7 separate regions of the Mus musculus genome follow, and all the other regions are linked to region 4. Evidence: chromatin contacts called from public HiCAR-type and promoter capture Hi-C data. All regions are on one chromosome and are shown on one strand. The core of a region is the stretch at or near the end of the contact, and the rest is flanking DNA. Distances in the headings are between cores, read along the strand shown.

Region 1 (2,862 bases), core at 105-2,604, 1.7 Mb after region 4:
AAACAAACAACTTAGTCCAGTTTGTGCTACACAAACACTTAACAGGTGGGAAGCCATTCCCCGGAGAGTGGTTGACCTATCAGGGTCCATACCCTTAGGAAAACAGTATCTCCTGTTCCCAGATGCCATCATTGGGTCTTCAGTTAATGTGTGTGTACACATGAACCCTTTGTCCTGCCATGTGAGAATGTTGGTGGGTTGGTTTTGTTCAAGTCTTGTAGAGGCAAGCACAGGTGCTCTGCGTTCATGAACCCAGTGGTCTTATTATGCCCCGAAGACAGTTGTTTTGCTTCTGTTCTTCCTGACCTCAGGCTCTTATAGCTCCATTGTCAATAAATATAATGATAATTAATGACAGTTGGAATTCATATCGATTCTACTTCAACTTGGGACTAAGTCTGAGGGCAGACTTTTTTTTTTAACATTTTTTAAAAAGATGTATTTATTTAATGTATATGAGTACACTGTAGCTGTCTTCAGACACACCAGAAGAGGGCGTCAGATCTCATTACAGATGGTTGTGAGCCACCATGTGGTTACTGGGAATTGAACTCAGGACCTCTGGAAGAGCACGCAGCCAGTGCTCTTAACTGCTGAGCCATCTCTCCAGCCCCAGACTCCACCCCATCCCCCAGCATTTTGCTCTGGTTAAAAGTAAGTCCAACCCCACTGTGCTCTAAGCCAGGAACGTCTTTTGTCCCACACAGGCCTTTCTGTCCTCTAGAAACTCCTCTCAGTATCTCAGATTCACCAAGCTGCTTTTGACATAAAACGTCCAAACTAGGGTAATCCAGCATTGAGGGTGGTTTGGGTGGAATATCCTGGCGCTTTTGCCAAGAACTAACTTCAAAGAGAGAAGCTTCAAGATCTCTATGCTCACGTTTGGCAAGCAGTGTTTCTCTGGTACCAGCAGCTCCGCCACTGCTAGGCCAGCATTGTGGTTAGTTCTCAGGAAGAGAATCGGTTGAGGGGACGCTCCGGGGAAACGCTGATGTCCGAAGGTCATCTGTATTTGTGTCTCCAAAAGGGTCCAGCCCTCGGGCTAGAGTGTATCTCCGGAGGTACACAGTCATCCTAACCCAAGCTCCCTGGGGCGGTCGGGTAGCACAGGCAGTGCCAACTCCTTGTTTCGCCACTGGGCACATCACTCAGCTTGCGCGGCTGTCAGTCAACATCCCCGCTCCGCCCCGCCCCGCCCATAGTCGGACCAATCGTAGCCGGGGGTCGGGGGTGAGGCTCCGTAGCGCGGTCAGGAAGCCGGGAGAGAACAGCCTGGCGCGGAGGCCCCCGATCGGAGCGTCCACATCCCGTGGGAGGGCGAGCGGCGAGCGAGACCGGAGACCCGGTGAGTGCGAGCTGCGACTATGCGCGCGGCGGGGCGGAGCCTGTCCCGAGAGCGCCCGGTGCGGCGTGCCTCGTGCGCCCCGCAGCTGCAGAGCCCTGTGTTCCGCGCGCGGACCTCGGGTCCCTAACGTCCCCGGCCGGGTGTAGGGAGCTGCGGCCCCGGGAGTCCCAACTGCGTTCCAGAGCCCGGGAGCCGAGGCCCCGGTCGAAGACGCAGGCAGAGCTTCAGCCCTGGGCTGCGACTGCCAAGGTCCGGATGATCCGAGCCGCTGCAGAGAGGATGCAGGGCGAGCCTGAACATCTCCATCCTCAGTTTCTCCACTTGCTGCAGCGCCGCAGCGCCTGGTAGCAGGCACCTCAGGTGACCTGTACCCGAGAGCGCAGTCAGGCCCCTCTCCTCCCCCCAACCCCCACCCCTTACTTCTCTTCTTTTTTCCACTCCCAGTGCAGAGAGCTTGGCGACACTGCACTTGGTCCCTATCGCCAGTCTCATCGCTGCTGTGGCGCCAGCTGCTTCTTATCTTGTTGTCTCCTCATACTTTGGACTACCCAGGCCTTACTGAGCTGCAGTTTTGGAGGCATCAGAGAAGTCATGCAGGGAGGAACATGTGTGTGACAGTCCTCTGTGGGATGTTGAGATCTTGGCTTGTGTTCTGTCTCTGCTTGACTCAAGTTCAGAAGGGCAGTGGTGCTCAGAGAGGTTGTGAGGCAGGATTTTGCAAAAATGTATATGAAAGTGTAATTTCCCCCTTGCTTTTCATCAACAATAGATTATTGCCGTGTTCCCAATGGATGAAGAATCACACTGCCTGGTGATTGTGTTCTCTTCCTGTAGGCATTATGTGTCATTTGGAATATTAGGGTGTCTTTGAAGCTGGCAGGTTGCCAGGACCCTCATGACTGTCTGATTCCTCTCAGGGGGAGGGCACACCATACTTTAACCCAGCAGTGTGGGGGGCTCTGTCCCCTTTTGACTGGGCTTACTATCTTCTTTCCATGTCTGTTGTTTTCATAATTTCTTCTGGGTTGACCAAGTGTGTAATCGGCTACTGAGAAAGGAGCTGAAGGAAGGTCACTGAAGAGGGAATGGTTGTTCCTAGTGCTCCAGAATCCAGTTGTCCTGAGAGACCATGGCAAGGCACAGTTCAAAATTCATTTTAGTACCACTAGCCCTTGCCAACTGAAGTAAGCAATGCCCCCTGGCCACTCTATTTAGTGGTTCTTCTACTTGGCAGTCTACTGTAGCTATCTAAGGGATATCAAGGGTTTCAAAGTAAGCGATGCCAAAGGATCCAAGCCTAAGGTGTAGACATAGGAAAAGCAGAACCAGCAAAGGTGTTGGCCTCCTAAGGTGTAAAGAAAATTCATTTGCAGAGAGCAAAGGCCAAGGCCAAACGCTGGAATGTGGTTCTACCTTGTGGCTCCTGGGGGATCAGACTGCTGGGCTGGTCAGGGCACTTTTATCTGCTGAGTCACCTCACTGGCCCCTTTTTACAGAATTATCACTTCTAATAACCG
Region 2 (2,749 bases), core at 59-2,558, 1.8 Mb after region 4:
CTTCTTAGGCCACTAGGACTCCCCTCAGTCTCATCTTCTCTAAAACTGTTTCATTTCTGCCAGCTTCAGATTCCCTCACGTTAAAGTTCTAGTAACTTCGCTGGTCCCTGTAGGTGCTCCGCTCAGGTTACCTTTCACATTTATGCTATTTTCCCTTTGGCAGTCCTAAAAGGCACTGCGGATTCTTCCCTGACTCCTGGCCTTAATTCTTGGCAGATGATTTTCCTGCAAACGCTTTAGGGCCATCCTTTAGGGCTCATCTCATTCTTTGCGAAGACTTCCCCCTTCTCCCCCTCTCCACAAGAAAGTCTCTTTTTAGGCTGTTCACTGAACTTTGTACCTCTCACGATGTTTAATCATAGTCAGTTTCTTTTCATCGGTGTGTGTATACCTTATCCCCACGTGTTAAGATGTTACTTGAAAATTTAGACTTAATCATTCATTCTTTCTCTCCCTTAAAAATAAACTTCCCTTGACGGTTCGCTAGTTGGATTTGCGGCGGAAGTATAAACATTGAAAAAAGTATTCAAGGTAGAGGCATCAAAATCCCTGTGTTTATCAGGACTAGGTCAAGTTGTGCAGAATAAAACGTTACATAATACGTAAAAAATAATATAAAACATACAAAGAATATACACGCATATATGCGTATTCATCATTTTGCTAGAAGCTTTTTTCTAGTATTGAAGGATACGAAAGGGTAGTCATTGCTGTTTATTCTAATACTGTACTAAAAAAAAAAAAAAGATTGCTTATGGCCCAGATATGAAGTTAGAGAAACTGCAAGAGCTCTGAAATTGAGTCCAGGCCAGAAAGTCCGCGGGCAACCGCTTCCAGGTTTGGAGGCGGGCTAAATGTTGGAGGCAAGGGAGGAGACTGAACTCTGCACGCACCGCTCTGGCTTCCCACTCCCCGAACTGGGCGGACCTGTTCTTGCAGCAGCCCGGGGCTCCCGCTCGCCCCCGGGCATCGCAGCCCCTGCGCAGACAGCGGTTGCCGCGGACCCCGGGCCCCTGGGGATGCGGTGCGTCCAGCGAAGGCCAACCGGGGAAACTTGGAGCTGGCCCCGACGGGGGTTCGGGGCGCGGGTGCTAGCCGGGGTTTCCAGGTGAGCCGCCGGAAAACAACCGGTCGGCCCGGGCGGGGCGGGGCGAGGGCGGAGGGCACATTGCCTCATCCCGGGCATTTTACTGGAAACTAGACACATCCGGAGGCGGGGCGGGAGGCAGCCCAGGCGCCGCCTCACCGGGCGGAGCGCGGAGGAGGAGGTCAGTTCATTTAAATAGCCCGGTCCCCTCCGGGCGCGCACGTACTAGTCGCTCTGCCGCAGCCAACCGCGTAGCCATCCGGTGGCGCAGGTGTCTGGGGACCCCGAGCGCCTAGCCTGGGAGCATGATCGTGGACAAGCTGCTGGACGACAGCCGCGGCGGAGAGGGGCTGCTGGACGCGGCCGGCGACTGCGGCCTCATGACCAGCCCGCTCAACCTGGCTTACTTCTACGGCGCCTCGCCTCCTTCCGCCCCCGGCGCCGGCGACACCGGCTACCTGTCCGCCGTGCCCTCCGCGCCCGGCTCGCCCGGCTCCGACTCCTCCGATTTCTCCTCCACTTCCTCCGTGTCCTCCTGCGGGGCCGTGGAGTCCCGTCCCAGAGGTGGCGCCCGCGCCGAGCGCCCTCAAGGTACCCACCCGCGAGATTCCTTGCCCCTCTATTCGGGGTTCACACGCTGGGAGGATGGGGAGGGACTTCCCTCCACCCCCCCCCCCCCCCATAGTCGAGACGTTAAGCGGCCCCTGTGACTTCCTTAGCGGCCGGACAGACGCGAATAGTCATGAGTGATTAGATGCCTTGTCCTGATTCTGGCACGTTGTCCTTGCCTAGACCTCTGCGGAGTCCAGCGCCCAAGGGACCCTGAGGGCTAGCGCGCTGGCTTCCTGGAAAAGAACTTGAGAGCCTCGGATTCTCTTTTCTTCCATCTCATAACCTTTTCCCTTTTCACTTCTCCCCCGACCTCCGAATTCAAGAACCTCTGAGAAATTATAACACTATTATGAGGTTTTTGGAGCTGATGGAGAGAGATGTAGTTTCCTTCTTGTAACTCTTTCAGTGAGAAGCAGTGGCAGAGGGTAAAGCGTTGGGAACTGGATTTTTAAGACACCCGTATTCCTAATCTATTTGTAGGGATGAATCAAAGAAAACCCACTTTTCGGGACGTAGAGGAAAGCCTGGTTCAGAAAAGTGATTTAGTGTTCTGCGCTTAGTTTACGATGTTGGCGGTTCAGAGGCCTGCTCAGAATTCTGATTTTCTCTGTGTGCTTGAGAATGGAAAAGTTACATCTAGCGAAGCCCTTTCTTTAGCTGCGGGTTGTATGGTTTCCTTTCTTCACGAACCGAGTTGCATAATTTGGGGGGGTGGGGGAGGGAGAAACAGGATGCAGCTGTGGGTAGATTTAAACACCGCCTAAATTTTCTCAGTTGTTGGAGCTTCTCATCGCAATTATTTTAAAGAATGACCCCTTGCTGTTCCTTAACACTGGCTACTCATAAGCTTTGGTTGTCTTTTATTTTTAAAAAGTTATTTTTTGATTTAAAACACTGTGCCTTAAGCCACAGTGTTGCCCACAGCTCCCTGAAAAGCGCGGTGTGCGTGCTTTGACAGCCCTTTCTGAAGTTTGTAGGCCCGTGGACATCTGGCTGAACCCATCGATTGTTTCTAGTTCTTGGTTTACCACACAAGCCATGGGAGATTCC
Region 3 (2,804 bases), core at 146-2,645, 1.7 Mb after region 4:
TTTGTTTTTAGACAGAATCTCTCTGTTGCATAGCTCAGGCTATGATTAAACTCACTATGTAGACCAAGGTGGCCTTGAACTCACAGACATCCTCCTGCTTGCCTCTTCCAATATCTAACAATATATAGTCTTCCTCCCAACTGATGGGATTAAAATTTGGGCCACCACGACAGGCTTGCTTTGTTTTCAGACATATAAAGTTGTAAGACTGTTCTCCAAGTAAGGTGTCTACTGGTTAAAATGAAGGGGGGAATTCTTATTGTTTCTTCAGAAATAGAAAAGTATCTTTAGACTAAAGCAATGGGAAACAGAAAGGTCTTTAAGGGCAGTGATGCCAAAGGGAACCAGGAAAGAGGAAATGCTCTTAGAATTTTGAGCCTGAAAAGCTAGAAGCACCAAGTTACTGAATTTTCCTGAACAGGAATCCTCAGACTTCAGAGAGAGCCTTATAGCGAGTCATTCTATAGAGAAGCTAAAACCCTTTAAAATTAATTCAGACTTGTCAGAATGGGTAGCGGCCATAGAGACTTCTAGCAATGAGTTCTCAACATCAGTTTGTTTTAAACAATGTCCTTATAATGTGCCAGGTGGTAAAAGTGTTGAATTTCTCGAACACCAAGAGTAGCTTTTAGTACGTTGAGCAGTTGATGAAAGAAAGTGGAGCCCCCTTTGTACGATTGAGTTACCTTGTAAACCCTAGCTTAATTTTACTTCCCCTGTCAAGTTTTGTCCAAAGATTGTAATTTCTAGTTCCCGATTACCGAGTTCATAGTTAAATCAAAAAAAGATCAGCCTGTGCCCTCCCAACCAGGTAAAGTAAGTATTCCTGACTCTGGAAACTATTTTAAACTTTTTTGAATACTCTGGAAAAAGTTCTGGGTACATATGTATCAAATATACTCCTTGACCAAACTGTTCAATGTGTAAGAACCACCATTTAAAACAAAAATATCAGTTTCTGAGGCTTTAAATCTATTTAATTAGGTAAGATTGGGTAAATTGCAAATATAACGTATCCATTTGACTATGTCAAAATATTTCACTGTCATTCCTATAGAGAAGCTAAAACCTTTTAAACTTAATTCAGAATTGTCAAAATGGGTAGCTGCCATAGAGACTTCTGGCAATGAGTTCTCAAATTCAGTTTTAAACAACGTCTTTATAATGTGCCAGGTGGTAAAAGTGTCGAATTTCTCAAACACCTGGCCCTGGAGTGAAATGGTTTATCTAACAATACAGCTTGCTCACCAGATCAACTTTAGGTGTCAACCCGGGTCTTCTAAGCTTTACCTCCCACATTGTAGCCAGCAAGTCCCATCAGGGAGCCAATTGGGTCGAGTGAGTGCTGTGCATCCTGGGAGTTGTAGTTTGCAGCGCCCCACTGCTGACTACATGCTCTACAGAACGGCAGAAGACGGTTGCCTGGTGTCATTAGCAAGCGGCAAGTATGGCGGTGGCGCGAGTCGACGGGGCTCTGGCTCCGGGAGAAGGTACGATGATCCCTACCCCTAAATTCCAAAGTTTACTTCAGTATGTCATATTAAACAGTTGCTTGGTGTAAAGAGAAAGCCTGGGTTTAGAGGTGCAGTTTTGGACCAGTTCTTTTGATGAGGGGCTGTAAGCAACACGGAGGCGCACTTCCTACTGGGAGTTGTAGTCCCGCTGTCTGGTCCAGTCCCGCAACATTACTGTGAAGGCTGAATGAGGGACTTCAGTCCCCAGGAGCCTTCGCGGTGCCCGGCGCCCCTGTCCCGCGCTCTCCTTAGCCTGACTGGGGGCAGTGGGCTTCGGACTGCGGTGACCTTTCTGGGACGTTTACTTTGAGTTCCGAGTGCCCACAGGAAATTAGTGCAGCCTTTTTATTTCCCGTGCCTCTCCTTCTCGTCCGAGAACGTTCAGGAAGCATCTCATCTGAAACCGCATCACAGTCTGCTTGAACTCTTCTTTGGAAGTGACCAGTAGCCGTGGTAGAATCTGAGAATGACCCAGACACGCGTTGCTCCCCGATCATTCTGCAGGCCGGGTCCCGGGGTCGAGTTTGGTCTTTGTTTGGCAGAGCCCAGGTTGGGGGGTGCGCCTGTGCTTGGGAGATGCCTCCGTGGGGCGCCGACCTCAGAGCTTTTGTTTTGGTTACACTCTGAGGCGTGGTAGCAGCTGGCCCGATTGGGGCAGAGCAGGGTAGGTAGAGTTGAGGCTCATAACCCGGAGACCCTTGAGTTCCTACGGGAAGGAGTTCGGCTAAAACATGTGTCGACACTTAGGAATTGTGTGCGGACGCTAGGTGCGCTTTTCCAGGACAGTCTAGTTTTCATCTCGAAGAAGGGGCTCACGACGCCTCACGTGATAAGAAAACCGAAAAGCATTGAAACCCTCTAGGAGCGCAGAACCGAAAAATTACATCCCAAGGTAGCTCCAGTCTGATCGAAAAATTGAAATTGGCAGTTACTCAGGCCCCGCCCACTCTGATAGCTTCTTTTCTCAACCTTCCTAGCTCACCGAGAACAGCAGCAATAAGCACTTACAGAGCCATTCTCCCCGCCCCCAAAGAGCCAGATGATATTTTGGATGCCTTTCTCCCATTATCTCATGTTTTTATGTAGAACAATGTTTATATTATATTCTCACTCTTTTTCTTTTTTCTTTTCAAAGCCATGGTCTCATTATGTAGCTGTGACTGATCAAAAACTCAAAGAAATCCTCTTGCTTTTGCCTCTCCAGTGCTGGGATTAAAGGTGTGAGCTGTGCTGTGCACGTGGCTCATCCACTTTTTTTTTTTTTTTTTAAAAAAAACAACTTTATAGTTT
Region 4 (2,801 bases), core at 82-2,581:
TAGAAAGGTCAGGGTGGTTTGTAGTCTTTCTCAGAATTCAGTGTGGGGCAGGGTAGGGGGATTTCTCTGGAAATTGCTATCTTGTTATGGTTATTTTTCTAAGAACAGCTCATTTTGTTTTGGCAGCTGTAGACTCAGTCATTTTGACTGCTATGTTTCTGAAAGTCCCTTCAGAGGGGAAGAGGCTGGGTGGTCTTGAACTTATTTTGGATTCTACAGTACCAGATATGGGTGTTGGAGTTGGAGGTGGGGTTAGGGTAGGCTAACTTATAAACCCAGATATCTATTTACTGGTAACAAAACAGTTAAAGGGAAGATACAATTTATATTGTTTATTCAATAGAGCTTGTATTTTTTTCTATAAAGGGTGAATTAGCAAATACACGAAGTATGAATGTATAGACGCACCATATTAAAGCCACTCTTTCTTTCTGGTTAGTTTATGTTGTCCAAAGCGTTCTACTATAAAAGTAACTTATGAGCACCGGTACAAACAACTCAATCGCTGCATTTGGCCTGTGGCCTTCCTGACCTCTTAATACCTGTTGTCAGGCAGATGGCTAATGGAGATGACAGAAACAAATGTACTGTTGAATAAAACAATTCTCCTCCTCCTCCACAGGATGTCTCTGCAGAGTCTTGGGTGTCCTGGAACTCCCCTGTAGACCAGGCTGGCCTTCAACTCAAGGAATCTGCTTGCCTCTGCTTCCCAGATTGCTGGGATTAAAGGCGTGCGCCACCACACCAGGCCCCAAGTTCTATTCATGTTCCAAGGGCCATGGTACTGAATGGGACAGATCACAATCCAAGTCCTCTAAAGAGAATATCAAAACCTGATTAAGTATTTTAAATAGAGAAGTGGTATGTTTCAGGTCTTCAGGATATTCGTCCCTCTTAAGTTGTAGAAAAAGAGCAGCAACGTTCACATGTACAACCAAGTTCCGACATTCATCGTCAGCAACTCTCAGGTGCGTTTCTAAGGACAAACTGCACAGGCGCTGGAACGCCAGAACCCTGACAACCAAGTGAAAACACATCCACGTGCTCGGGTCTCCTCCCGCGGTGCAAGCTCTTTGAAATCCAACAGAGAAAAATCGTCTTAGCATCCGTTCTTGCACTTTCGACATCGGCTTTTCGGCCATAAACCAAAACAAAATACTTAAATATTAAAAAAAAATAACCCAAACCGATGGTAACTCTTTTCTTGTATTTCTAGGCTCAACAGAGCATTTATTTGGAGTTTCTAGGCCGATCTTGAACGTCTGAGCCTGTGTGGAAACGGCGACACCCCTGGCTGCCGCAGCTGGGGGGGCGTGGCGTCTGTGACGTCATCTCCAGTGGCGCGGGCGACGGAGTTCCTTGGTTTTTCCGCGTGTAGCGTTGCTAACGCCGCCAGTGAAGCTGAGCCCAGGAGCGCGAGCGGCCGCCTTGCTTTCATCTGGTTGTCAGTTCGCGTCCGGGTCTCACGGGGATGGCAGACGATCTGGGAGACGAGTGGTGGGAGAACCAGCCGGCAGCCGCCAGCAGCCCAGGTAAGCTCTCGCCCGCCTCCCTCGTTCCTCCTGCCCTGGTCCTCGCCTCAGCTGCCTTACCCGCGTGTGGCAGTCGTGGCGGTCTGCCCGGAGGTGGAGCGCGGAGCCGTGGGAACATGGGACGGCGCGGGAACTGGGGAGGGACAACACCGTGTCACACGTGGAACGAGAGGGACCCCGTCGCCGCCTGCCAGTCTGAGAGGGCTACTTCCTGCGCTCTGGTTTTCTAGACTTTTTACTATTTTCTTGAGACTAGATAGACCGTTTCTGTACAGTTTGTCATAGTGGTTACCAGTAATCCCTGAACTAGGTTCAGATTGGGAATTCAAATCACAGACTCTGATACTCCGACACATTCTCCTTTTTCCTCACGTGTGAAAGGAGTAATTCTCTCCAAAAAATTGTGAAGATGTAGTGAAGGTAATTTAAAGTTGTATAGCACAACACAATTTTTGGCGTGTAGTATATGTACAAAATATTAAAGTAGCGTGTTCTTTATCATGTGTAGTTCGAGCCAGCAAGGGGCTTAACTCTTCTGCTTTACAGCAAATTCTTTTCTTTTCTTTTCTTTTCTTTTCTTTTCTTTTCTTTTCTTTTCTTTCTTTCTTTTTTTTTTTTTTTTAGACAGGGTTTCTCTGTGTAGCCCTGGCTGTCCTGGAACTCATTCTGTAGACCAGGCTGGCCTCGAACTCAGAAATCCGCCTGCTTCTGTCTCCCAAGTGCCGAGATTAAAGGTGTGAACCACCACTGCTCGGCTCCAACAGTTTCTATTATGGTGTACTATGTGTACCCATTCTGTGTGCAGTAGGCATTTTATTTTCAAGTAAAGTAGCATTAAGTAACCCCCCCACTCCAGTGGCCTTGAACATTTCATGCCCCATAAGACTTAACCATGCGATAGCTACTTCTATTGTTACTGTCTCAAGTCACCCTCCAAGGATCCAAGGTCCACCTGTCTCTAGTTTTAGATGGTAGGGTCAATGTCATATTTCCATTTATTTTGATCTCAGTACCATCTCACATGATAGCAAACAGAGTTAACACGTTTAGACCATTTCTCAGTGTGAAACTGAAAGTTACAGCATGGGTTTTGTGATTTAAGGGGAACAGAAGAGTAGAGTGTCAGTCCAGTGGCGAGTGGCAGTCTGGATCCCAGGGTTGAGACTAGACTAGGGATGACAGAAGTAGGAAGCTAAAAGTCAGGTAATCTGTAACTCTCAGTCTCCCCATCGTTTGAGGAGTGTTTCTCAAATGACTCAGTAGCTTCTT
Region 5 (2,757 bases), core at 187-2,686, 1.6 Mb after region 4:
TCATCCAAAAGGATCTAATAAATATAATTCATCTTTCTTTTCACTAACTCTGTACTGCGTGCTCTGCTTTGGGAAACAAGGTTTTATGTAGCCTAGGCTGACTTTGAACTACTGATCCTCCTGCTTCTACCTCCCAGACACTGGCATTACATGAGTGGGCCACCATGCCCACTTAACATATTTCACATCTGGGACCACTGTTTACTATAATACCCAGCTAGAATCTATTTAACGAGGCTCACACATGCCAAGCCTAACTATTAGCTGTTGTCCTAGCACCACACCTCCACCCAGAGCAACACCTACCATCCCCTAAGGGCCTCTTCAACCCAAAATGAAGCTTACAGAGAGGAATCATTTCAAATTTCAACACACAGCTTGGAAGGCTATGGTACCCAAGGCCACACTAACAAGTTCTGCTACTGTCTGATGGTTTAGTTCAAGAGCACATTGCATAGTTTTGTTTAACCAAAATTTAACCTGGCAAAATCTGACAGTGTAACTTTAAAAGAGGCTACTAGCAAGCTGCATTCCACTTACCGACTGCCCTTTCTTGTGTTTCCTTCTGTAGAGGACAGTCCAGTTTATCTGCCGAGGATTCCTTTTGGAAAGGAATGCTGACTCACATTTTGCATTAAGAAACTGGAAAACCTGCAGTTAACAAATTCAAATTAGTCATCCTTTTACACAAAGTGGAGACTGACGTCCTCCTCCAGCTTTATTCTACTTCTCTCTTCTCAATATATAAATATATAAAGGAGGCAAGAGACCTCTTTGTGACACAAATGACAGGGTGGCATCAATGCTACAGTCTTCTCAGGAGCCGAAAAATCTACACTAGTCGCAAAGGGTCGGGTGGCGCTAAACTCAAAGAAATCTGGCTCTGAGCCCTCTCCGACTCCAAAAGACCTGAAGCCCATTTCCCTTTCCCATTGGTTACATACAGCACTCATTTCCAGCCTGGTTTACACACCATCCATATTCCCTCAAGTTTCCCATCCCACACGCGGTCCCGGGGCCTTCGGGGAGAGAGGACCGTCCTTCTACTCCCAGCGTCCCGAGCCGCGCTCGGCCCAGCCGGCCTTTACCTTCCCGTCGGTCCTGGCGTAGCGCCGCCCGTGTCCCGGGTAGATCTTGTACCCGCTGAAACTGCACAGCTCGACCCTGGAAGGAAAAGGCGAAGCTCGTTAGTATGTGCGCTGCAAAGAGGAGCCATCCCCGGTAGCTCGGCCTCAGGATGGAGGCGGATTGGGACACCGGGCGCCCGCTTACTTCATGGTGATAGATGTCGGCCTGCCGGGGTAAAGATGGCGAAGAGAAAGAAAGAATCATGGGAGAACCTTATAGGGCAGAGGGAGAGAATCTCCTCCCTAAATTCCCTTCCTTGACCCCGGCGCCCAGAGATGATGTCACTTCCGAGCGCCCAGTCTGTTTCCTAGCAACAGCTTTCTTCCTACAGCATTGGCGGGGAGTGGGTTTGAGGTGTTCGTTTAAGGTCCAAGTTGGTTCTTGGCTTGGGTTCTGTGCCATTTTATTTCCTCCAGGCTAGTGTTCTAGAATCTAAAGCCAGCATTTCGCAGGATTTAATAAACAAGAGACAAGGATGTTCTACGTGTCTTTCCTCCTCTTACGAAGCCCAGACCAGTTTTTATCTCGCAGGTAAAACCTGAAGGTCACTTTTTGCATTTGGCTTTGGATTATTCCTTGAAACAAAAATAAATCGTAGCGGCCTGCCGGGCAGTGGTGCCGCACGCCTTTAATCCCAGCACTTGGGAGGCAGAGGCAGGTGGATTTCTGAGTTCAAGGCCAGCCTGGTCTACAAAGTGAGTTCCAGGACAGCCAGGGCTGCACAGAGAAACCCTGTCTCGAAAAACCAAAAAAAAAAAAAAAGAAAAAGAAAGAAAAAAATCGTAGCGGCCGACAGCGTGGCCCAGGGATAGCACGAGTGGTACGCAAAACCCTGAATTAAATCCCCACCTCCAAAAAATATTAGAGCCCGCCACTGTGGGGCAAGCTTTTAATCTCAGCTCTCTGAAGACGCACTGGCAGGCTGGTCTACATAGTAGTAAGAGTTCCAACGGTACATAAATAGTGACCCCCTGTATCAAAAACTAAAAGTAATTAATCACTAGTTCAAATAGATTGCCAACACTTGTAATACGAGCACTCAGGAACTAAGGCGGGACTACTACAAGTTTGAGGCCAGCCTTGGTTACAGTGTGAGACCCTGTCTCAAAACCTGAAGTTACGAGTTGGAAAGGTGAGCAGGTTAAGAATACATACAACTATTGAAGACGACCAGAGTTCAGCCACCTGTAACTCCAGCTAGCTGCCTGACCCCGAACTCATGAGTGTACTTACATACACACACACACACACACACACACACACACACAAACACACACACACACAGGCAAAAAAAGAAAAAAAGAAAAAGAAAAAAAAAAAAAAAGAAAAGCTATGCTAGCCAGCCGGTGGAGGCACAGCCTTAATCCCAGAAGAGTCAGGCTGGTCACTAAGACTTTTGAGGCCAGCCTCGCCCACAGGGAGTTACAAGACATCCAAGGCTACACACAGACCTTGTCTCTAAAAACCGAAAATAAAATAAAGGAAAAATAAAGTTATTTTATGGGGCTGGAGAGATGGCTCAGCAGTTAGGAGCGCTGGCAACTCGTCCAAAGGACCTGACTTCAATTCCCAGTACCCAGACGGCAACTCAATAACTGTAAATCCAGTTCCAGGGGACCTGGCACCTTC
Region 6 (2,990 bases), core at 28-2,527, 1.9 Mb before region 4:
AAAAGCCTTACTCACTAGCTCCCCAAACAAACAAACCCCCCCCCCCCAAAAAAAACCCCATGACCACCACCACTTGGGAAAGACAGGAGGAGGAGGAGGTTTGCACAATTAGGACTATTATTCTGTACAAGTAACCATAGATATCAATACTCACTAGCAGCCCTGGCAGGGACGTCTCTCTCCATGGTAGCAGTATTTTACCAGCAAAGCGTGGTACACGCTAATGTCTAGATGCACACATCAAACCTAGTGGAGTACCACTTCTGATGCTGGAGGCAGAAATCTACATTCACAGAAGTCCTTAATGAACGAATTGTAGGCCCACTAACCTAGAGAAGACTAGATTGAACTTAGCTCAATTAATCACACCTGACAGTAGTTATACACCATGGGCCTGAGAGATGACTCAGGCGGTAAAGACACCTGCTGTCCACTTAGTTTAATTTCTGAGACCCACATACTGGAAGGAAAGGATTCCCTCAAAGTGTCCACCAACCTCCACCGGTACATCATAGCCTGTGTACATCCACACATAAAATAAATAAAGTGGTGAAATACTTTTTAATTATATATTGCTTGTAAGAAAATCACCAGGCTAACTGAAAGCAATTGTCTTCAGCACCCAGAAAAGTTTTCATTAATTCAGAGATGTCTCACTGAATGGCAGTTATGTTTTTTTGCAGCTTTATATAAACAGAATACGAATTATGTGTATTCGGGGGGTCCATGAGGTCACGAAAGATGCAGCCCAAAAGTTCAGAGGCATCCAGGTATTAAAAAGGAGCTGGTGAAACCCAACTCCCGGCGCCGGAAGTTCAGATCATGACCGCTGGTAGACTTCCTGAAACCTGTTTAGTCACTTGTTGGACATCCTGGAGGCAGGCAGGCAGACAGGCAGTCTTCCTCACGTGGAGATAAAAAGGCAACCTACGCTCCAAGTCCCGAGCTGGGCGACAGTCCCCGCGCCCCTCCTCAGTCCGCGACCGTGGTCCCTGCCCCTCCCCGTCTGCGCGCGCAGCCTGGCTCTAGCTCGCCGGCGTGTGCCGCCCGCCACCAGTCCGGCGGTGCACGTGGCCAGGTCCCCAGCCCTCAGCCACCCGGCTCACCAGTTAGGCCCCAGCCCTCCAGAGCTGCACTTCTCAGCCTGACCCGCGTCCCACGCGCTGCACCGGCACGGCCTGTTGCGTGTCTTCCGCAAGTTGACCCAGCTAAGGCATGGAAGGGCGCGACGGCGTGGTCACGTCCAGGGCGGGCTCCCGAGACGCGGCCCCGCCCACGAGACGCGACCCCGCCCACGAGACGCGGCCCCGCCCCGGACTTCTGGCTCCGCCCCCGGACCACATCCCTGCTCCTGCCTACAGCTACAGGCCTTCCCCTGCTCTGGCCTATGAACCTAAAGGTCACAGAACGTGAATGTGCTTTTTATAGTTGCTACCTTCAAATCTGAAGTTAGAGGGAAATCTATAAATTTGGACAGTTCCCTTTATTAACACACACATACAAGAACATGCTTCTTGAGAGAGTGCTTGTACTCCATCGGTCCACAAAAGATCCAAAACCGTCATTGTATATGGCTTTAATATGTATACGATTGTTATTAACTTAACAATTTTTGTTTGTTTGTTTGTTTTTTGAGACAGGGTTTCTCTGTGTAGCCCTGGCTGTCCTGGAACTCACTTTGTAGATCAGGTTGGCCTCGAACTCAGAAATCCGCCTGCCTCTGCCTCCCGAGTGCTGGGATTAAAGGCGTGTGCCACCACGCCCGGGTAACTTAACAATTTTAGTACCAACCATTTTGTTTAGACTTCATATATTTTCATTCCAATCCTTTTAAGTTTTTCTTTATTTTAATGTCTCAAAACTCACACCCAGTGACATACTTCCTCCAGCAAGGCCACACCTATTCCAAAAAGGTCTCATTTCCCAATCCTTCTCACATTGTGCCACTCCCTAATGTCTACACATTCAGATATATCAGCCTATGGGAGCCACTACTCCTTTTTAAACCATCACAATGCCTGAAAATAAGTCTTAGTGCCAAAGTGTTTTGCATACATGCATGTTTTTACACAGTTGGTTATTTATTAGGTAATGGATTAGCAACTGAGTATCCTCAAAGCATTGGGGTCTACAGAGGGGCAAAAGAGGAACAGTCATGAAATCATATATGACAGTAATTAATAATAAAAAAATCTTTGTTTTTTTCTACATCCACATAGAGGTCAAATTATTTTATATGAAGCATAGCACAGTAATATAATGTATATTAACCAAGTAAAACTTATGAAGAATTTCATCAGCACAAGTGGCTACAATCAAAGGAGCTAATGATAATATCATGAGAGAATCAAATAAAAAATACTTCAGAAAAAGTAGGGTAATATTTTGAGTTGATGTGTTGTATAACTTGATGGCCCTTGCGCAATTAATTACTTCGTTGTGAGTTACACTATACACCATCCTTCATATAAATGAACAAGAACAATTAGATTACTTCAATCTCAGCCGAAACGTGACCTAGAATAACATAGAAAGACAGATAAATGATAGATGGTAGAGATAAAAATTCTATCTTCAAAATGAAATATAGATAAATTCTATATTTAGAAATATAGAGAAATTCTTCTCAAAATACAGACCACATCAGACTTTAAGATCATTTTGTAGACCAGCCATATTTACAGTTTCTACAAGTCATTCCTTTGTCTTGTATTTCCTCCTACTTTTCATTTACATTATCCTTCTAAATCACATTCAATGATTGGAACTCATTGTCACAAAATAGTCTCTCCCCCAACCCTGATCCCCTAGTTCCACATTTATTTAAAAACTATGTAGCAGGTCCTGAGGCCCCTTTCTCATTGATCCAAGATTTAATATACATATGGCCCCAGCTGCAGGCACAACCTAGTTAACAAAACATCTTTTAAGTTATTTCAGGAAAGTGTGATTGCCCTAAAACTTTATCTGATGTGTGGGTTTGTGGTTAT
Region 7 (2,854 bases), core at 8-2,507, 2.0 Mb before region 4:
ATTAATACGTGGACTACTATAACATTTTCCTATCAGCTAATTGAGAGAAATAGTATTATTGAAAATCAGAATTTGCCTCATAATCTTATTGACGCCCAGACACTTTTATCCCCAGACAGACTCCTTGCCTGGACCCTCTGTGCCAACACTGAGGTGTAGGACCACTTTTTGTCACAGGGCAACAGGGGGAGGCAACTGCTAGTCAGCTAACATTGCGTTGGGGAGGCACATTATTCTCCAGGCCCTGTAGCTGCATGGAAGAATTTGCTTGTCCATCTGTATCTGATCCTAATTTTTTTCTTACTCTCATACTCCTAGTTTCAGATCCAGTTGACAGATTAAAATGCCTCAAAGGGGTAGCTGTGGGTCCGCGGGAAGGCTCCTTAACCGGCACTATGATTCCTTGGGGCCGACAGGTAGACGTTCAACCTCCTCACTTCTCCAGCCAGCCACAGACAGCTATCACCCTATTTTCATGTGATTTGCCCACATAACATTTTTAGTTACTAAATGTCCCACTGTTATCTTGAACTTCATACCTCTGGAGTTTGACTTCAGACAAACTATAACAATACACCTGGGGCGAATATGGCTCTGTGTGCTTTCTCTGTTAGCAGCTCCGCTGTATAAAGTCATTTTTATCATAACCAGATATTCGTTTTAAACTAATGTTAAGGGCCTTTGGCGTTCCAGAATACAGGAGTATCTGCGCAACAACCAAATATTTGTTTCAGCATTTTTCTAGTTTGAGTCATACCTGAATCAGATTTGGTTTTGTGATCAGGGACGGTTTTTTTGAAAAAGGATTCTGGGAGTGGCCCACAGGTGAAGGGTGAGCGCTAAAACACACCTGGGTTGGTGGCTCCTCATCTGAGCCAGCTGAAGCAGAAACAAGGTGCTGACAGCAGGACAGATGGGACCTACCCTTGCAGGCTGAAACTGTCTTTAGAAAGGCTGTGCTCAGGTTCCAGGCTGCAGGGCACGCGGGTGCTGCTTCTTGCCAGGTGTTTCCCCAGACTTTAATTGATTACCCTGTTTTAAAACAGCCCTAACTCGGGAAAGGGAAGCAAAGCATTTACAGTTGACTGTTGGCCAAGCCAAGTGGGCTGCGGGCTGGGCTGGTTTGGGCGGGAAGCCGGAGCCTAGCATCCCCAGGCTGCTCCTCCCGGATCTGCACGCTGTGGCCGACAGGGCGGTCGCGGCCACTGGCTCCTCCCGGGGGCGGGCAGCTCCGGGCGCGGGCGGGAGGAGGAGCCGCACGGGGAGCGCTCGTGCCGGCCGGGCTGGAGGAGCCGCGCCGGCGGCCCGGGCCGACTCTCGCTGCGCTCAGCGAGCCAGGGCTGCGGCCACCCTCGCTCCGGCCAGCGGCTCGTCGGGGCCCGCGGACGGCGCGGCCGAGCCGGTGGGGAGATGTCCGGCGGCCGCAGGAGGGGCAGCGCCCCCTGGCACAGCTTCTCTCGGTTCTTCGCTCCGCGGAACCCTTCTCGGGACAAGGAAGAGGAAGAGGAGGAGAAGCCGGGGACCGGCCAGCCGGCGGGAGTGAGCCGGAGTGCAGCCAGGTGGGAGCCGCGGGGGCGCCGTGCGCGCCTTCCTCCGCCGCTCGGGTTTCCTCCGGTCCCGCCCTGGGTGGCTTAGATCTGGGGAAGTTCTTGCTCCCGGCCGGTGGCTTTTCCCGCCGCCATCGGGGGCTCCCGGCTCTGTCCCCTCCACTCCGGGAGGCTCTGAAGCTGCCGAGGGAATCTCGCGCCCCTCCGCGTCGTGCTTTGCCATCTTAAGGTTTTCTCGAAGTGATTCCTAAAAGAGTTGCAATCAGAGCTTTCTGAGACGACATCCAGAATCTGAAGTCTTCGCCAGATTTGTTTACAGTTTAAATGTTGCCGCCCTTCCTCCTTTCTCTCTGTCTCTCTCACTGGGGACATCTGACGGAAGCGCTCCGATTTGGGGAACCAGGGCCGGAGCTGAGAGCTGGCTCAGTTTAATGATTAGTATGTGCACTCTTGCACTCTTTCCATAATCATTTTTCCTCTACTCCTGCTGCTTTAAAGATTGACATTTTAAAAATTCGTCTCATTAAAATGCCCGTTTTTAAATTTCCTTATCAACCCTAAAGGAGAGGTGGTTTCGCTTCTTTCTCCTTTTTTTTTTTTTTTTTTTTTGAGAAGTGAAGCCAACTTCACTTGCACCAGAAGAACCTGTAACCCATGTCCTTGGAAGGTTGCCCTCTAGAGAGCTATATTTACCTCAGACTAAAGACTTGCTGATGGACTTCAAAGAAAAATGGATCGGAAACAACTGACGCTTCTAGTTCCATTACTATTTAGGGTTTGTGATTTGTTGTTAGCCCTTCGTTCTCCTTGCTTTTCCTAATTGTGAATCATTTCCAGTGTAATCACCTGTTAGCATAATACGTCTTTCCAAGAAATGACCAATTATAATTGACTGGTTATTCTACTAGGAAGTTTCAGATACTTTTGGCCTGGTTGTTGATGCTTTTAACATTCGAAGTTTCCCCGTCCTTAATGGTAGTTCTGAAATCTGGGAGGTCTCACCTGTCGTGGCTCTAATGTGGCTCTAACGTTGTCCCTAACAGTCCCCTGTGATCTGAAAGCAGTAGACTCAGCGCCCTTTGGAAACTTGAGAGTGGTGGAATGGAGTAAGCAGGCCAGCTCCTATCAGCATTGTCCTGAAATCCTGCCTGTTCCCCTGGCCTATTTGCCCTTTTAAGGCAGGCACTCCTCCATTCTGAACTCTTTCTGCACCGGGCTGACTAATCCAGCAGCTAGATAGATCCTTTTCACCTACCCCTTTCTGTCTCTCCTCACCACTGATAGGCCCTGGCTATGGCTTTTCACGA

The links. Promoter capture Hi-C pulls out the DNA fragments that hold promoters and counts their contacts. HiCAR-type assays count read pairs that join an accessible place to other places. Capture Hi-C pulls out chosen DNA fragments and counts their contacts.
Region 1: a promoter capture Hi-C map of liver shows a contact between it and region 4, with 4 times the contacts expected there. The contact joins the promoter of Nxpe3 here to the promoter of Cmss1 in region 4. A contact is called at or near these places in 3 of 39 promoter capture datasets (liver and pre-B cells), 1 of 484 Hi-C or Micro-C datasets (B cells), 1 of 115 datasets of contacts at active chromatin or transcription factors (large pre-B cells) and 1 of 9 other capture datasets (liver).
Region 2: a promoter capture Hi-C map of pre-B cells shows a contact between it and region 4, with 2.0 times the contacts expected there. The contact joins the promoter of Nfkbiz here to the promoter of Cmss1 in region 4. A contact is called at or near these places in 2 of 39 promoter capture datasets (liver and pre-B cells).
Region 3: a promoter capture Hi-C map of pre-B cells shows a contact between it and region 4. The contact joins the promoter of Cep97 here to the promoter of Cmss1 in region 4. A contact is called at or near these places in 2 of 39 promoter capture datasets (the HPC-7 cell line and pre-B cells), 1 of 484 Hi-C or Micro-C datasets (B cells) and 1 of 115 datasets of contacts at active chromatin or transcription factors (large pre-B cells).
Region 5: a contact with region 4 is called in a promoter capture Hi-C map of pre-B cells, with 4 times the contacts expected there. The contact joins the promoter of Rpl24 here to the promoter of Cmss1 in region 4. A contact is called at or near these places in 2 of 39 promoter capture datasets (embryonic stem cells and pre-B cells), 1 of 484 Hi-C or Micro-C datasets (B cells), 2 of 115 datasets of contacts at active chromatin or transcription factors (astrocytes and large pre-B cells) and 2 of 9 other capture datasets (adipose tissue and liver).
Region 6: a contact with region 4 is called in a HiCAR-type map of astrocytes, with 7 times the contacts expected there. The contact joins the promoter of Riox2 here to the promoter of Cmss1 in region 4. A contact is called at or near these places in 10 of 39 promoter capture datasets (the 3T3-L1 cell line, 3T3-L1-derived adipocytes, the C10 cell line and 6 more), 1 of 484 Hi-C or Micro-C datasets (B cells), 1 of 115 datasets of contacts at active chromatin or transcription factors (astrocytes) and 2 of 9 other capture datasets (adipose tissue and liver).
Region 7: a contact with region 4 is called in a promoter capture Hi-C map of adipose tissue, with 7 times the contacts expected there. The contact joins the promoter of Crybg3 here to the promoter of Cmss1 in region 4. A contact is called at or near these places in 5 of 39 promoter capture datasets (3T3-L1-derived adipocytes, hippocampal neurons, liver and 1 more), 1 of 115 datasets of contacts at active chromatin or transcription factors (large pre-B cells) and 2 of 9 other capture datasets (adipose tissue and liver).

The regions. Positions count from the first base shown.
Region 1 is chr16:55,893,771-55,896,632 of GRCm38.p6, reverse strand. It overlaps Nxpe3 (neurexophilin and PC-esterase domain family, member 3), which reads left to right and starts at 1,354. Exons shown (of 6, transcript NM_001134457.1): 1 at 1,354-1,705.
Region 2 is chr16:55,820,697-55,823,445 of GRCm38.p6, reverse strand. Nfkbiz (nuclear factor of kappa light polypeptide gene enhancer in B cells inhibitor, zeta) reads left to right here and starts at 1,308. Exons shown (of 12, transcript NM_001159394.1): 1 at 1,308-1,678. The coding sequence starts at 1,393.
Region 3 is chr16:55,933,439-55,936,242 of GRCm38.p6, reverse strand. Cep97 (centrosomal protein 97) reads left to right here and starts at 1,395. Exons shown (of 11, transcript NM_028815.4): 1 at 1,395-1,490. The coding sequence starts at 1,448.
Region 4 is chr16:57,605,397-57,608,197 of GRCm38.p6, reverse strand. Cmss1 (cms small ribosomal subunit 1) reads left to right here and starts at 1,331. Exons shown (of 10, transcript NM_025599.3): 1 at 1,331-1,532. The coding sequence starts at 1,472.
Region 5 is chr16:55,964,954-55,967,710 of GRCm38.p6, reverse strand. It overlaps Rpl24 (ribosomal protein L24), which reads right to left and starts at 1,436. Exons shown (of 6, transcript NM_024218.4): 1 at 1,273-1,436; 2 at 1,089-1,164; 3 at 541-651. The coding sequence starts at 1,277. It overlaps Gm6958 (MLV-related proviral Env polyprotein-like), which reads right to left. Exons shown (of 1, transcript XM_001480210.4): 1 at 2,663-2,757.
Region 6 is chr16:59,470,062-59,473,051 of GRCm38.p6, reverse strand. Riox2 (ribosomal oxygenase 2) reads right to left here and starts at 1,277. Exons shown (of 10, transcript NM_025910.3): 1 at 1,107-1,277.
Region 7 is chr16:59,599,450-59,602,303 of GRCm38.p6, reverse strand. It overlaps Crybg3 (beta-gamma crystallin domain containing 3), which reads left to right and starts at 1,257. Exons shown (of 22, transcript NM_174848.4): 1 at 1,257-1,559. The coding sequence starts at 1,411.